Linked DNA regions of Rattus norvegicus: region 2 is linked to region 1. Evidence: chromatin contacts called from public Hi-C data. All regions are on one chromosome and are shown on one strand. Each heading gives the region's core, a stretch centred on a gene start, on an enhancer-like site or on the middle of the called end of the contact. The rest is flanking DNA. Distances are from core to core; before and after follow the strand shown.

The links. A called contact is a pair of places that touch in the nucleus more often than the background predicts.
Region 2: a contact with region 1 is called in a Hi-C map of psoas muscle, with 2.7 times the contacts expected there. The contact joins the promoter of Tmem160 here to the promoter of Ccdc9 in region 1. A contact is called at or near these places in 5 of 12 Hi-C or Micro-C datasets (the A7r5 cell line, the Rat2 cell line, Schwann cells and 2 more).

Annotation. Positions count from the first base shown.
Region 1 is chr1:86,118,450-86,121,152 of GRCr8, reverse strand. It overlaps Ccdc9 (coiled-coil domain containing 9), which reads left to right and starts at 1,367. Exons shown (of 14, transcript NM_001401581.1): 1 at 1,367-1,447.
Region 2 is chr1:86,291,244-86,293,946 of GRCr8, reverse strand. It overlaps Tmem160 (transmembrane protein 160), which reads right to left and starts at 1,365. Exons shown (of 3, transcript NM_001106227.1): 1 at 977-1,365; 2 at 1-10. The coding sequence starts at 1,184.

The sequences.
Region 1 (2,703 bases), core at 118-2,617:
GCAGGAGGATCAGGAGTTTGGGGACAACTGAGATATTGTCTTAGTCAACATTTTAGTGCTGAGATGAAACATCATGACCAAAAAGCAAGTTGGGAGGAAAGGGTTTATTTGATTTCTGTTTTCATATCACAATCTATCATTGGAGGAAGTCAGGATAGGAACTCAATCAGGGCAGGAACCTGGAGGCAGGAGCTGACGCAGAGGCCATGAAAGGGTGGTGCTTACTGATTTCTTCCCCACAGCCATCTCTGCCTGCTTTCTTATAGAACCCAGGACTATCAGTCCGGAGATGGCACCACCCACAATGGGCTAGGTCCTCCCCCATCAATCAGTAATTGAGAAAATGCTACAGCTGGATCTCGTGGAGGCATTTTCTTAACAGATGCTTTGTCTTCTCTGATGACTCTAACTTGTGTTAGGTTGACAACAAACTGAGCCAGTACAGATATTTAAAAAAAAGAATAATTCAAGTGCCAGTACGTTGCTCAACAGGTAAAAGAGGGTGTGCATCTCAAAGTCCAGGGTTCAAACAGAGGTCATCATAATTGGCCAAGTGCCTTTACTTTCTCAGCCACGTCACCCTGCTTTTATTTCTCCTTTGAGAGAGGATCTATGTAGCCCTGGTTGTCTGTCTGTCTGTCTATCTATCTATCTATCTATCTATCTATCTATCTATCTATCTATCTATCATCTATCCTGCTGTTTTTGACCCCGAGGTAATCTTTCTGTCTCAGTCTCCCAAGTGCTGAAATTAGAGGCATCTACCAGGACTTTATATAGTTGATATAAAGCTGGGACTGCCCAGCTTTATATAGTTGATTTTAAAAAATTATATATATGTATATATATAAGATTTATTTATCTATTATATATAAGTACACTGTAATTGTCTTCAGACACACCAGAAGAAGGCATCAGATCTTATTACAGATGATTGTGAGCCACTATGTGGTTGCTGGAATTTGAACTCAGGACCTCTGGAAGAGCAGTGCTCTTAACCACTGAGCCATCTCTCCAGCCCCAAAACTTTATATTTTTATGAATTGGTTAGTTTCTATAACTAAGGTTTCATTAGCAAGAAGAGGTAATGAAACCAATTTAGGTTTTCAGGGGTCCCTGTATAATGTCTAATTTTTACCTAGTAAAATCGGGAACCAGTGGCTCCGGGTGATAAAAGTCTAAACCAAAAAAGGAACCCAGAGATTTAGTGCTACATGTCCATCCCCTGAGACCAGACAGAACAAACACGCTTCTGCCACCTTCTGCAGAGCCTGAGGGGGTGCGGACCCTTTAAGGCACCCGGAAATGGGATGTCAAGACCGGAAGTGCCCCACTTATTTCCTCTCTTCACGTGGTGTGGCCCGGAAGTGACGCGTGAGGCCCGGGAGCTGCGGACGCGAAGGCGGACGGAGCCGGAGTCGCAGACACCGCGGGGTCTCCGGGACAGGTGACCGGGGGAGGGGGCCGGGTGCGCGCCCGGAGAGGGCGGGGCCTGTTCGCCCACGTGAGGGAGCGTGAACGCGCGCGGATAGAGACGAGCTGCCGGCGGGGGCGGGGTCAGGGTACTCTGCGGGGGGCGGGGACGCGACGCCCACATGGGTCGCTTGAGGGGTGCTGAGGTTGGGCCGTGAACGTGTGGGCAGGGCCAGACGAGCGGGTGCGGGCGGGCCCCAAGCCTGGGTGGTTGACTTAGCGGGGCGGGCCTTGCAAAGCTGTGTCTGGGCTGGGGGTGGGGCCAGAGTTTTGCCTAGAGGATTAGGGGGCAGGCTCGGGACGTTGGGCGGAGACGCTGGGGGCGGGACCAAATAGTGTAGGGTGGGGGTAAGAGGCGGAGTCTGGGCGTTGGCACGATAAAAACTTGGGGCGGGGCTAAAGTGTTGGGCGTGTAAGGGGTGGGGTTTGGGCGGTAGGCGGGCGAATTGGGGGAGTGGTCAAAACGGCGCGGGGCGGGGTAAAGGTCGGTGGGCGGAGTGAACTGAGGGCGGGGCTAGAGTATTGCTTGGGGCCTTACAAGTTCGTCTTGGCGGTAGGGGGTGCTACGGGGGCGTGGTTATGAGGGCCAGGGGCGGAGCTAAGAGATTGGCCTGCTCGGGGCGGGGCCAAAGCTTCGAGGGGAGTGGGGAAAGAGGCAGGGCTTTAAGTGAAGAGGTGAGGATTGAACTGAGGCGTTAGGCTAGTTTGGCCAAGATGCTGGGGGTGTAGCCAGAATATTGTTCTCAGTGTTTTGGGCAATGATTATTTCACTATGACGTGGTTTTAGTGTTTAATGGGGCTAGAGTTTGGGGCAGAGATCCCTTGGGCGAGGCAGGAAAGTTTCTTGGTTCTGGTGGTGGGTCCTGATGATTGCCCAGAAGCTAGTGGAGGGTCCAGGGGCTGGCTGAGACTGGATGGAAGTGGAGCTAAGATTTCAGGGATTTCGCGAGTGGGGCTAGGGTGCTGGTGGAGAATGGCAAATGGCGGGAATGGAGCTAGAAAGTTTTTACTGACCTGGGAGTGCAGCAGAACACAGGCAAGGAAGTAGGGAACTCAGAGGCAGGGGCGGGGCCAGAATCTGGCCGGAAAGGAGGGGCCTGAAGTTTCACCCTAGTTAGGGGTGGGACCACGGAGGTTTTTGGAGGTCGGGTGTGGTTGCAGCTGGCAGTTTTCTCTTGTAAGCCTCTGTAGAAGTTCTGTCTTCTGCCTTGAGTATCACTATGAAGGTCA
Region 2 (2,703 bases), core at 116-2,615, 170 kb before region 1:
GAGAGAAAAGCTGCAGGGAGTTGGAGGGTGGAGCTCTGTATCAGCCAAGCCCTGTTTCCTAGATCCCCTCTCACCCTATACAGCCACAAAAGTATTCTAGATGTGCATCCCTTATGGGAAGTCCCATTCAAGTCCTTTTTCTTTACCCTTCTGTCCCAGACACTCAAAATCTAGAGCATGAATTGAAGACGTTCAGTCTGAGGATAGAGTCTTCCCAAGTTGGCTCACTTGTGCATCCTGTGGTCTTCCCTCTCTCTCCCTCAGACCTCTGGGACAAACTTCTCCACAGAGACCTGCCTCTAGCCTCCTCATTCCCCTCCGTGGTAACCGCTCCTACCTGGCATGGTCTCATCCACCATCTCCTCACCGTTCAAGTCCGAGTGTTGCCAAATGGTTGTTCCCACTATTAGCCCCATCCTATACCAGCCAGGCTTCAGGCTCTCAAACCAATGCCTTGTTTGAGATTCCTCCCCCTGCAGCCCAGATCACCTCTCCCTCCAATCAGCAGCCACCTTCTCTACCATTGGTTAAGCGCTGGTCCAATCCAGAACTTCCCCTTCTTCTGCGGGTAGCCACACTCTTGTTTTATTCCAAGTGGTCCCCTCTGTCTGCAATCCTAACCGATACCCCTGTCGCAGGCAAACTTGTTCCCTCCCAGCTGCCTCTGGAACGGTCTCTCACCTAGGAAGTGTGGTGCTGCCAGCTACTTCTCCTAACCGTAACACCCCCGCCCCCTAATCCCTGCTGAACCCCATTAGCCAGGACCCAAAAGATGGTGCCCTATGCGGCCAGGCTGCAAAATCTCCTACCCACCCCCCAACACTGTTTCCCTGCGCTCACATGAGCAAGCTGCCCCCGCTGAGCACAGGCCCTGTTCCCAGCAGATGCTTGCCTTACTCTCGCCGCCCACTCCCACGTGCACACAGGGAGTGTCCTTCTACTTGTATCGCAAACGACCCCGGCCCCTGCCACTGACCTGTCTCATGTGCCTTGCGGAGGAGCCAAGCGTCCGCTCGATCCAGCTCGGACACCGGGGGCGGCGAGGCTCCTGCGCGTGGACCGTGGCCGGGGGCGAAGGACCCGCGTGCACCCCCGCTGCGGGGCCGCTGAAGCGGCTGCAGAGACCCCCGGAAGCGCAGGCGGGCAAGGCGCGCGACCCGAGCCCACCACCAGCCGCCTCCCATGGCTCGCAATGGGGCCGCGACACGCGCTCCGCCCCACGGACCTACTGTAGGCTGGAAGTCACATCACTCATGAGAAACGACGCGGCCATTGGTGATCTGCCCGCAACTCAATCCCGGAACGCAATACCTATTGGTGTATCTGGCTGTGTCTCCACCTCAGTTATATGTGCCGGTAGTGTGTGACCCACCTTATTTTTGTCATCAGACTACAAATCCCAGAGATCAATGCACGGCAAGCTGTTCGACCTGCAAGAGGGTATGGAGCAATGTCTGCTGGGACTTGTAGTTTCAAAAAATTACTGCTCTCCACAGCCGGGAAACAAAATTTGTATTAGTTGCTTAAACTAGTTGCAAAACTCTAGTAAACTCACGGAAACAACTGCCAGTTACCTCACTAAAGAGGACACACAACTATTTTGTCGTATTCCTCTTCCGTTTTTCTTTTATGCAGATGTTAATAAGATGCCATTTCTGAAAATTCATTCCTGCCCTTACACTCTTTCCAAAACATTATTACCGCTCTAACCCCCGGTACTGGGAATCAAACTTAGTAATAGTGGCAGAGAGAGTGTTTAATGGAAAAGAGACGGCAGAGAAGCAGATGAGAGGGCAGAAGCAACAGATTCGAGACCTGGCAAAGACCCTGTTTTCAAATTGGCATCTTTAATTATGATGTAGGACTGGTGGACTGAGTCCTGCGTTCTCTGGGATCCTATGTGTGAAGAATAATGGATCTTTTTCAGTATGCTTTTACCTATTTCCTCAGGCACAATTAGTTTGTAGTCAGCTGTCCTCCATCATCTCTTATGACACCTAGACAAGGACAGGTGTTTGGCCCAGATCACATCTTCTGTCTGGTCAGAGTATGGGATCTCCTGGGCAATCAAGGATGTGAGGCGCCCAATTTTTAGGGCCACCCCATGGGCTGTCTTGTTGCCCTCTGGGATGGACTTTAGTCCTTCTGTTGGACCGGAAGGACCACCACCAAAGATCCGCTCGTCCCCAAAGACCACCGACACCAAATTCGATGCAATCAGCAAGAGGACTTTTATTCCAAGCACGCTGGGGTCCACAGTCCTACGCCACGTGGGGGTAGAGGGCTGCGGACCCCGGGTGCAGAATCCGGACAGCTTTTATACGGTTTACAACAAAGCCCGCACATCGCAAACCAATCATTTCATTGCATCAAGAGCCTGAGGGGCCTATCTTACGCCCTTCCACCTAGTTCCATACAGAGAGCGGGCTCAAGAAATGTGACCTTTTACCTACTTACTGGCAGAGAGCAGGGTCTGGAATTTGAGGTATTTAGGGCTTCTTAGGGGTGAGATAGCATTTTAGCATTTCTAAACTGACTTCTCGGCTGCATTTTTTATTCTTTCACTTTTATTCATTGCCACTTCCTTCTGCTGTCAGAAGGCCTCTCTCTATAAAATAGTCCCACAGACATCAGCAAGGCACACTAGGTATCTGTGTCTCTTGTCTTTTCTCAGCTCAGGAGTGGCTCCTCACATAGGATCTT